2 separate regions of the Mus musculus genome follow, and region 1 is linked to region 2. The links are chromatin contacts, called in public HiChIP or PLAC-seq maps. All regions are on one chromosome and are shown on one strand. The core of a region is the stretch at or near the end of the contact, and the rest is flanking DNA. Distances in the headings are between cores, read along the strand shown.

Evidence for each region. HiChIP or PLAC-seq counts read pairs in DNA pulled down with a chosen protein or histone mark.
Region 1: a CTCF HiChIP or PLAC-seq map of the NIH/3T3 cell line shows a contact between it and region 2, with 14 read pairs. The contact joins two enhancer-like sites. A contact is called at or near these places in 11 of 39 promoter capture datasets (the 3T3-L1 cell line, 3T3-L1-derived adipocytes, the C10 cell line and 7 more), 7 of 15 datasets of contacts at CTCF or cohesin (CD8 T cells, the NIH/3T3 cell line, embryonic stem cells and 3 more), 152 of 484 Hi-C or Micro-C datasets (the 3T3-L1 cell line, 3T3-L1-derived adipocytes, B cells and 82 more), 37 of 115 datasets of contacts at active chromatin or transcription factors (the 230-238 cell line, the NIH/3T3 cell line, PVALB interneurons and 23 more) and 2 of 9 other capture datasets (embryonic stem cells and embryonic trunk).

The regions. Positions count from the first base shown.
Region 1 is chr6:51,167,373-51,172,660 of GRCm38.p6, forward strand. No RefSeq gene overlaps it. Among named protein-coding and RNA genes, the nearest start is that of Gm32328, 3.6 kb to the left of the region's middle. Within about 2 kb of position 3,264, at least 195 of the 459 cell types and tissues checked have an H3K27ac peak or open chromatin away from gene starts, as enhancers often do. A contact at or near this core is called in the NIH/3T3 cell line, the STO cell line and stem cell-derived germline stem cell-like cells, where this site is marked.
Region 2 is chr6:50,954,990-50,961,137 of GRCm38.p6, forward strand. No RefSeq gene overlaps it. Among named protein-coding and RNA genes, the nearest start is that of Gm31686, 14 kb to the left of the region's middle. RefSeq lists an enhancer at 1,967-3,249. Within about 2 kb of position 4,717, at least 13 of the 459 cell types and tissues checked have an H3K27ac peak or open chromatin away from gene starts, as enhancers often do. A contact at or near this core is called in the NIH/3T3 cell line, the STO cell line and stem cell-derived germline stem cell-like cells, where this site is marked.

The DNA of each region.
Region 1 (5,288 bases), core at 2,014-4,513, 210 kb after region 2:
CTTACACGTTTTCTCCTGAAGATCTTTCCGTTGGCCACAGTGAACAAGGCCCACCGTCCTCTGGGGCTCAGCTAATCCACACCATAAAGCATACACAGCCACAAATAAAAGTATGATCTAAACAGTCCCTCCACGGAAAGGGCAGGGATGGGACCTTCTCTGTTCTTCCCATGCAGACAACCTCCAGCATCGACGATGGCTGCTGCTCATTGAGAAGTGTCGGTGTCTCACCTCACTCTGCTCCTCTCTTTCTCATGTTTACCTGTGCCTTGACCGTACCATAAAAACCAAAAAGTAGGCCTGGTGATGGTGGCACAAGTCTTTAGTCCCAGCACTTGGGAGGCAGAGGCAGGCGGATTTCTGAGTTTGTGGCCAGCCTGGTCTACAAAGTGAGTTCCAGGATAGCCGGGGCTATACAGAAAAACCCTGTCTCGGAACAAACAAACAAACAAACAAAACAAAAACAAAAACAAACAAACAAACAAACAAACAGAACCAAAAAGTAGGAAGGGATGCATGAGTGTGCTTTCCACCTCAGTTTTGTAGTCTGATGGTTCCAGCCCAGACCCCACTAAATTGTGTGACCTTCGTAGTCTAAGAATCAAAGTTTGGTGCTTAAGATTAGCATTTGGCACATTTCCTGTGTTCTGTCACTTGGACATCCGCTGCTCTTCCTTATGCTTGTGACCCTTCTTCCCCCACGTACCCAGACTACAGCCATTTAGTATGAGCGCCGAGGATCAAATGGAAATGGCAAAAGAAATCACTATAGGGAAGCTAAGAAAAGTGTTCAAGGCCCAGCCTGACAATATTTTTGGGAGAAAGACACGTGGCTCCTTGTTGTTCTATTCTTGGTCTGCGTCGCCCCCTGGTGGCCTCTCCAGAAGGAATAGGGCGGGTCGGGGCTCAGTTCCCCAAGGTTCTGGTCTGTGTCTTGAGGGATGGAGTTGCTTTTTGCAATGGTCTGGTGCCCAGTAAGTTGTAAAGAACAGGGAGCAGGGAGGGGTGGAGTGAGGCGCACGACACTGAGGGAAGATCTGAGCGGAAGGAAAGGAATTTTTTTAAAAATTGTATAGGGCAAAAGGCTCATGCTTCTCCACAAACAAAAGAACACTGGAACTAGATAAAAATGGATAAATGATTGATGGTAGATGATAGGAAGGAAGGAAGGAAGGAAGGAAGGGAGGAAGGAAGGAAGGAAGGAAGGAAGGAAGAAGGAACTATCGTTTTACAGTCAAGAAACTGAGGTCCAGAAACGGGATTTGCTGGGGAAATCAAGTTGCTAGTGACGAATCCTCCTCGCCCCTTCTGGGGTGACATTGTTGAAGGGATCACACGAAGTGGGGAAGGATTGGGGCGTCAGCAAAGGAGGGGACTCGCTCTGTAGATTAGAGATCACGGTTCCAGTCACCACGTCCCGGGGTGGGAAAAACTGAGGGGTGTTCCAGACCCTTGCGAACCCTGGGGCGCCCCACCCAGGCCCGCTGCAGGCTGACACAAAGCAGGCGCCCCGGGCGGCACTCAGGCTGGGGCGGGAGAGCTTGATTGATGGACCCCGGAGGCGGCGTAGGGTGAGAGCCGGTGCTCATCCCCGCGCTCCTAGCAAGGAAAGGCTGATTTACAGCGCCCGGCGGGACGCCGGTGAGGTCCCTGCAGAAATGAAACCCGCTCTGGGGCCCGGGGGCACTGCGGCCTTCCATCCAGCCTGGGTTTACGGAACTGCCAGCCAATCTGCCCCGCAAGCCCTGAACCCACGCTTGCCCGGAAGATGCCAAAGTCTCAGACTGAGAAGTTAGGAAGGGCAGCTGGCCCCATAGTCCTCCTCCAGGACCCTTCTCCGTTTGTTTAAAGACGCTTTTTTTTTTTCCTTAAAGCACTGAAAAAAACTCAATTCCATCCACCCCATAAAAGGGAACTATGCGTACCCAAAAATTCTTACTTAAGTTTCTAAGTGTGTTTTGTTTCGGAAGATAAAAGGCCAATAAGTTTATAGGCAGTAAAAAATAAGAAACTTAAGATTGGGACTTCTGGAGAAGTAATTCTAACTCAAAGATAGTGTTAGGCCCTCCTGTCTGTCCCCTGCAGTTTGTGAAGTTGACTCTTAGGCACCAGAGCTGAAGTAACGCAGGTTCGGGATCCAGAGATAGGGTGTAAAGTAAACTCAGTTAGGGGGCCGCAGGAGAGAGGACTAGAGAAACCACTCTAATCACTGGCTTCTAAATAAAATTCAGCAGACGGGAAACCCAAAGTAACAAGCCTATGAATCGCTATTTTGTAGGACGAGGGCCTCGTGGCTGGATTCTGAGTGATTTTTTTTAAAGTAATAAATATGCCTTTTTCAGAGTTATTTTTTGAAGACTGGGTACGATTTTAAATTTCATGACTATTAGGTATAGTGATCCAAAGCGGAGTACAGGGGTTTTTGTGGGTGGGTGAAGAGGCCGCGTGGTCAACCCGTAATATGTTCGTGGAAACTGCAGAGCTCGCCTGTCAACTTGATTTTCTTTTCTTTCTTCCCTTCTCCCCTCTGAAAATACCATTAGCTCTTAGTCTGGCCTTGGGGTTGTGGTCGCACGAACACCTCTCTTCCTGATAAGTCCAAAGAGAAAAACATATACACTGGAGGTGCCAGAGATAAAGCTTTCCCGGGGTTTCATCCTCGTGTCTTCCGCTGGAGTTGGCAAAACAAAAGCGCTGCCCTAGAAACGATACTAAAGCACAGAAAGTCCTTCCTGTGACCGAGGTCCCAACACGAATCGCTGAAAGAGCCGGGTGTGTTAACTGCAAATGTGTCCGAAAGCAGCAACGCAACCTTCGGCTCCCGGGCTGCGACCAGGCAGGCATCTGGGGAAAGGAAGAGTGGTCGTTGGAAAATTAAGCTTTCCCCTCCAACTTTAATTTCACTTTAATTCCTAAAAAACCGAAAATGACACTCCCGAAGCGCGGCCGCCTCGATCCCTTATGGCCGCCCAGTTCCCTTTAAGGAAAAGTTTTTGCAAACACTGAATGTGTAGTTTACTCTAAAACTTGACTGGGCAAAAGTCTCAAGAGGAAGCTTCCCATTAAAGCAACAACCAACAAACTGATTTTCGTAATATGTAGCTTTCTAATAGTACAAGGGTGTCCCACTTCACTCGGTTATAAAATATAAAACTGTTTGGTTATTAATTTTTCTAAATTACTTGCAGAATTTGGGGAGAGTGCTGAGAGGCAAAGAAAAGATGAGCCTTATGCCATCTGGCGGTAACACGTGGAACTTCACGACAGCCACCAAATTCCACTGACCTGTAGGTCTGAACCTACAGGGATTTCTTCACCAAACGGCTGTGTAAACTTCGTCCTCTTGAGACGAAGAAGGACGATCTTCGTTACAGAAGATTAGATTTGAGGATAAAAATATTAGCAAAAACAAAAAACAAAAACAAAAAAACGGGGATAGATTCTGAAAGTCTGTAGCCACATAGATATTTTTAAATGAACCATCATACCTCTTGGGGAATTTTTAATGATCATTTATATTCAGTGACAAAAAAGTTTAAGAAAGGCTAAAGCGAGCAGTAGAATTGAGTATTTCGTACAGTTTGGCAGTAGTTTCTGCAGTACCGGCTACTGAACACGTGGGGGCGTACTCAAGTTTCCTCTGATCTCTGGTAATATGATTCCTTCACTTATTTGCATGACTTGTTGTGATTGGATAATATGTTTTAAAAACGTCAATTATACGTCAGACCATAGTTAGCCAATCAGCAGCCTATTGTAGCGTGATTGGTTTCCACTAGAGGTGTCAATCATCCGAAATTTGCATACTAGTCCTCCAACAGGCTGGAGCCTGTCAGTTTGCTGTGGCTGCTAGAAGAGCAGGAGTCGGACGGAGAAGAATGAAAATATACTTTTGCTCTAGCAAAGCGAAAGAAAAATATCGTTTTTACTCATCGTTTCAAAAATTAATTCAGCTATATATCTACCTAATAAAATAAGGACTTTCAATGAAACAAAAATAAGCAGCTATCAAAGCCTTGGTTATTAATTTTAGGTTTGCTGCTTAAAATATCAATAAGTAGTCAAACGAATAATAAAACTCCTAAAATTAAGCTAACAATTTTTTGTTACAAATGATCATTGTCAAATTAAAAATGAATATGACATTTATAAATAAATGTATTTACAAAATACTGCTTTCAGTACATAGGCAAGCTAAAAGCTTGGCTTCGTAAGAAAAAACACAGAAAAGAGAATCTAAAACAACATTTTTTACTTTATCAATAATGACACGCTTAGATCATCCTCTCCTCCGTATTTATTTACCGTGCATTCACAGACTGGAATGCTTTTGTTTGCACATTTCTCCTCACATAAACACTTTTTTTTTAACGGAAAAAAAATCTGTAGGGCCTGTGAAGAAGTCATGGACAGTTTTAAATTTAGAAATTCGTAAAGCCAAACACTTAGATTCTCGACTAGATCTTCCAGGAATATTGTAATTTAAAACATGCCCAGCTTCACAAGGCGTTTATTATTGCCCTAAAATACGTGCAGGAAGGAATCCGCGGCCGGCCGGAGTGAGGAAACAATCCGGGCCTCTCGCTTCCAGACGCTGGAATTTGGATGCAAGCGGGCAGCGGCCCAGCGGCTGCAGCTGCAGACACCGGCCCTCGCCTCTCAAGAATTTTGTAGCAGGCGTTAACAGGCATCTACACAAACCGGGTTTGATCCTTCTGTATAAAGCCGGTCCTGGAATGATTTCCAAATTTTCCACTCAGTAGTGAGCGGACTTGTCCTTCCGCGGTTTTGTCTTTTTGTTTGTACGTATGTTTGGGGATGGGGCGGGTAGTTTTGTTTGTTTATTTGTTTGTTTGGTTTTTTTTCTGTCACTATTCTTTAGTGGCTGCACTTTTCTAATTTTCTTCCTTTACGTATTTTTTTCCTCTTTATTTATTTTTTTTCCTTCCACCCAAGCACTCTTACAGTGTGTCTTTTTCTCGGGCCTCTTCGATTACAAGCCGCTTAGAGAGCTGTGGCAGATGTGTTTGTGAGAAGCCACACAGGGCTGGAGTGATGCTGGCTATTAGTGGAGTGCCTAGGACTACGATACCTGGGACATTGAGGGCTTGAATTGTGTGCTTTTCCGGAAATGCACGAATAACACGGCTATAAAAATAAACTTCTGGCGATTTTAAGTGGATTCCTAGAGGAAAGCAAGCCTCCTATTTCTCTTTACTCCCTACCAACAGTTAGCCTGGTGAAGACCGTCCTCAGTGAATCCCTTCCAGGCCCTCCTAGAGGATCTG
Region 2 (6,148 bases), core at 3,467-5,966:
CTTAACACAACACCTTGGTTTTTCTGTAGCCCCATGAGAAGATGAAGTAGAAATAATACCACAGGAGGGGTTAGAGGACACGTCCTGTCAAACTCAAAGACAGCCTACAAAGTAAAGTCACAGGTCTGTCACTCTGGGTCCTTTCATTTTCAAAGGCTCTACAGATTCTGTCTTTGGATTTCCAATGTGAGAGATTTATCAGCAGCAATTTGACCAGCTCTGCCAGGCAGAGTCAGCTGTATTTTGGGAGGGGGCCTTAAAAGATAACATTAATAATACCCATATCCATCACTGAGAGAAAATACCAAGTTACAAGCTGCTCTTCTGAGCTCTGTGGGCACAAAGTCCCGTGGGTATGCTGCTCTCTGCTTACGGGAAGGCAGGGTGGATTGTTAAAGGCACATTGGACTCCGTTACATCTTTTACACACTTGCCATTTTCAACTGATATTCTCATCCACACGTTCTTACACACTTTAGTTTGCTTCTTGCACAAAGTGTTGTCTTGAGGGATAAGCCCACTCTGGGCAGGAAGCTGGAGGGTAAAGCTCTTCTCACCCCTGTCTAAATGCTGTGGTAGACCTGGCTCCTCCTCGGGTGCTATGCTGACAGAGGGCAACTCTGCAAGCAATCACAGTAACCCAACCTTTCCCTCAGGAATTACCTATGACATCAAGGAGGGGCATCAAGCTGGCTCAGAGGGGAGTGCTTACAGGGCAAGCCTGAAGACGTAAGTCCCGTTTCCAGACCCCACACGAGTGCTGGAGGAGAGAGGCAGCCCTACAATTTGTCTTCTGACATCCTCACACATACGCACCTGCATGTAATTGTTTCTCTCACACACACATAATAAATAAATAATCATAGTGACACGGGAATGAACCCCAGCACTTGAGAGCTGAGGCAGGAAGATGATAAGTTCAAGACTAGTCTAGACCACATGATGTAACCCAGTCTCAGACCAAAAAAAAAGGGTGTGTGTGGGGGGGGGGGGGGGGAGGCCTTGACGATTTCTACTAATCATCGTTATCTCGCCCATTTAACAGATTATTTATGGGCCATCTGTGGTAGGCAATCTTTACTTTTAAATATGGAAGTTTAGGATGCTGAAGGCAACTTGAGATACTACTGCAAAGCAGGAAAGGATACCATGGAGCATACAGGAAGCCCAGCCTCCTCCCTCCTCCCTCCTCCCTCCTCCCTCCTCCCTCCTCCCTCCTCCCTCCTCCCTCCTCCCTCCTCCCTCCTCCCTCCTTCCTCCTCCCTCCTCCCTCCTTCCTGCCAGGGTCTGACACTGAACCTTAGGCTAACATTTTGCTTCAGGATGGGTGACAGGATAGATACAGGAATGGTGGGGCCTGTGGCTCAGTTTACCTGGAGAGTCCCAGAGTCTCCACCCACCCTCCTCCCACGTGGCGCCCAAACTCATCAGACTCTGGCTTATGGGTGGCTCTTCTAGTCTTAATAACAGATTTATTGAAACAAACCAGTTTGTTGACACCTCAGCTCCACCTTCAAATCCCTGTCCTGGTGGACCAGCCAGGAGAACTCACGGGCCACCACCACTGCACCCAGGAGTTAGACTAAAAGGCATCAGGAAGGAGCAAGCCCTTCAGCCAGGACCCGGGAATGGTTCTGCTTTTAACCACAATCCCTGCAAACAGAGGCATACAAAGAACCATCCACACTGTAAGAAAATTCACCTAGTCTGTGTATGCCTGTTTATTAAAAAGCAAAGCCTAGATCGATGGTCAAGCATAGTTTTTCTGCCTAGTTCTTAGACCACCATATCTTAAGGCTTTAAGGTCTCTGCTTACAAACCACAGCACTGCACTCTCCCAGTGACACAAACACATGTGGGGTAGATCTGAAACTGAAATTGCACTGGGTGTTTGTACTGTATCTGGCCGTCTTCTTCCCTAACGCCCATTGCTGGTGATTCATGAAGCATTTTACGGTTATGACTTCTTCTGATCAAAGGGATTTCAAGAAATAACTACCTAGTAATGATAGCAGCTCGGGATTGGGCAGCCTATCAAAGACGTGCGAGAGGACCTCCCAGCATCTCAGCAGTCATAATACAGACAGAGGCCTACGTGTCTCTCTGGAAGTAGACCTACTCGGTCATCAGAGAGAAGAGAGCACCAGCAACAAACCAAAAACTCATCAAGGAACAACCGATCTTCAAGACTCAGGGGACACTGTGTGAAGAGCCTCTGTACTAGGTCACCCTGTACCAACCTTGAGGAACACTGGCCAGAGTTTTTCCTCCCTAACCTCTGAGAGAGTGGAGACGGAGACCTCAGCTTGGCATTTTGGAAACCATAATATCATGCCAGAGGCTCTGGTTATTTTCCACTTTCTTCCCTTTGTATCCCAGCCAGGGTTTTCACCTGGTTTCTCATAAAGCGAGCTAATATTTATAGGTGGGAAACAGTGCTGGGTGCCTTGATAAGCTGAAAACAACACTTAAATGTGTGTGTGGAGCACTTAATCACAAGATCTGGGATATATAAACACGCTACATACTATCCCCCTCCTGCATTTGGGGCCTCAAAATTTGATCCAAGTCTGGGAGTTAAAAAGTCCCATTTTGTGTAATCAGGTTCTAGTTGAACATGATTGCTGAATTATTTTAAATTGAAGACACATGTCTGGGGGTTGAGCTCTATGTATTATTTCAGGATGGTGTCCATTAGGTCTTATCCACAGGGGCTATCTTCAACTTTTGCCACATTCAATGCATTCTTCATACATCAGCATTTGCAAAATAGTGAATCATATATAACGGAAAATTGGAGGAATGTGGTCCTCGTTAAAGGGTGATTTTTTGGAAATTATCTTGAATGCATTATTCAGACCCAATTCTAGTCTCCCCTGCTAAGGGTCCTGGTACTTGTTGTAAAAGTTCTAGGGGAAAAAAGAATATTTTACAGACAGTAACATTGCATAAATAAATACAACCATGCATCCATTGTGCAAGGGCCTTGTGCGAGGCTACATCTTTAAAGACTTTACAACTGAATCAACATTTGGGTTAACTTCTTGCCCGTCCCAAACACTTTAAGTGTCTTAATTGCAGATATAAATTGCTGCCACAGCTTTTCACCAAATGTGTTTGTCCCTGAATCAAGGCCCTGCCAGACTTCACCTTGGCAGGGCAGCTGGATTGTTCTGACTTGAAGGTCACTTGCTTCCCGTTGGGGGACAGTTAGGGTAAGGAGAACTGAAAAACTGAGTCTGGTGGGTATCCAAACACTTCAAAGATGTCTTCCGTGCTGGGCGATGGGGCATCTGTCCCGTGGATGCTCATTTGTAGAGCGTTAGGAGGCATAACTCGGGTATCAGAAAATTTACTCAACATAGATAGTTCAATAACTTGCAGTGAATGTAGAGAGTAGAGAAACTGCAATATTGGTCTGTTTAGGTCATCTGCATCACCCCCAAAAGAAACTCCAGACTCACTTAAAATCCCATTACTCCTTTGATAGCCACTAATCTATTTTCTGTCTCTGGTTTCCCTTGTAGGGCATTTCACAGAAATGGAATCACTCAGACTATGCTCTGTTTTGTCTGGCTTTTTTCACTTAGCATAACTTTTTTTTTATACTTTACATCTTGCTCACTGTCCCCCTCCTGTCCATCCCACCACAATTCTTCCTCCACCCACCTTTCTCTGAGCAGGAGTGGGGGGCCCTGGGTATCTCCCCTTTCCCTGGGACATCAAGTCTCTGCGAGGCGAGATGCATTCTCTTCCACTGAGGCCAGAAAAAGCAGCCCAGCTAGAAGAACATATCCCTCGTACAGGCAACAGCTTTTGGGATAGCCCCTGGTACAGTTGTTCCAGACCCACATGAAGGCCACAGCTGCACACACATCTGCAACATATGTATGGAGAGGCCTAGGTCCAGCCATGTTTGCTCTTCTTTGGTTGGTGGTTCAGTCTCTGAGAGCCCCCTGGGTCCAGGTTAGTTGACTCTGTTGATCTTCCTGCAGAGTTCCTATCCCCTTCTGGGCCCACAATCCTTCCTCGTATTCTTTCATAAGAGTCCCCAAGCTCCATCCACTGACTGTGAGTGTCTGCATCTGTCTGAATCAGCTGGTAGGTGGAGACTCTCAGAGGACATCGACTTAGCATAACTATTTTAAGATTGGTCCACATTTCAAATGTGACTACTTTGTCTACATTGCTGGGCACCAGTTCACTGAGCAGGTATAAGACATTTAGTTTACCTAGGCATCCGCTGATAATTTGTGTTGCTTTTACGTTGTAGCTACTGTGAAGGAGGCTGCAGGAACATTTCTGTAGGTCAACTTGAGGTAGGATGTCTATTGTCATCCACCATGATCCTTAAGCTGCATTTAATTTGTTTAAATTTATCACTTAGGTTCTTCTTAAAGCTGCCTATTGGATAAGAACATTCCAGAATGAGGTAGTTTCAAGAAGGTTTCAAGAAACAATTTTTTAATCAGAGTGAGAACATTAGTGATTCCAGGGCATGACTGGTTAAAATAAAGAAAAGGAATCTTTGGGAGGAAGTTTCCAGACCAAGGAAGCTTGAAGATGCTCAGAGCCCCTTCTGTGCCCATCACCGGCCAGTCTCTCCAGCACTTTAACCTACCTCCTGCACCCCACTGTGCAAATATTCCTCCAGCAGCCCGGGGCACATGCAGCCTGATGCCTGGAAGTCCTGCTGACTTGAATAACAGGAGGCAGCTCCTGGAGAAGCCAAGTTGGAAATGGCAGGAGAGGTGAAGAGGTCAGGACACGGGAACAGGGGTTGTCAGGCTCTGTTTATCCCCACTTTCCACAGCTTCAGCAGCCCATAGGAGACTTGGCAGCCCTGTCATCAAGAAACGCGCTCTCTACCTGTTGGGAATCCAGCTAGATCACAAAAGGGCCTTACATACTACCCCAGTCATATGTGTAGGGCCAGAAAAAAAAAATCTCACGTCATGAGAAACCCCTCCATGGGGTCCGTGGTGGGGAGCCGGCGAATGGAAGGAAGCATACTACAGATCTACGCCGAAGCCCAGTGCCTCGTGCACTTTGCTGTGACCCCGGCTGTGACTTTGGTTGGGTCAGTAGTCTCTCTCGGGCCTTGATGTCCTTCTTAAAAAGTGAAGAAGTGGATGTCAGGATTCTTGCTTAAGTTTTTTTTTCCCCCCACATCCACTATTCTGTATCTCCGATGACTTTCGAAATGTTTACTCTTTTGAAACACACTGAGATTTTAAGGCAGCATCGTTGCACTGAAAGCAATCAGCGCACGGATACCAAGGGACACAGTCTGGAACAGTGACTGGTGTATAATTAGCGTTTGGAACACTTTTTTTTTTTTTTTTAATGCCACCCTGTGTCTCAGCGGCAGTCATTTTGCAGATGGAAAAATTGTTGATTTTTCTACATATCCTCTTGCAGGTTGTTTAGCTGATTGGCATCAGGGTTGGGAATTGGACCCACATTTTAGGGCTTTCAGACCCTTATTGTGTCAATTAATCAGAATTGCCTGAGAAGAGAGAAACTAATCACTGGAGAGTGGAGAGTGCTGTGACTCAGGTACCGCCAGGAAGTCTGACTCACTGGCCAAATACAACATCTCGTTTCTTCCTGGTTTTATCTTCTGACTTAGGCTCTTTGGGGAATCACGAGAACACGCTGGAGAAAGAAGAGGGTGGGCAGTCAAAATGCCATGATAATGAGACTAATATCTCTTTCTCTCCCTCTCTCCCCCCCCCCACCCCAATCTGGAATAAAGGATGTTCGCAATGAGAAGACTGACAACACATTCTCCCCCTCCTCCTTTGTGGCCTATGTCCTCTCTCTCCCATGGAGCCAGGAGGCATCTCCCTTCCAGTCCACATAAGATGTATAAGCCAGCCCTTGAGAGCTTAACGTGTTTTCATTACAATGGTAAAGTGCATCTCTATCCAGCAGTCTCTGCCTGCTTCATGTGGTAAGAAACAGCTATAGAGTCTATGAGCATGCGAGCATGCCTGTTCCTTTGAACTCCATGAAGAGAATTCCTAAGTCCTGGTATTCTGCCTGTATTCCTAAGTCAGTGACTAGCCTGGTAGTTGAAAGCAATATGGGGACAGATGGTAGGAAATGGATATTGTGTAATCACTACCTTCTCACAAATGCTGGC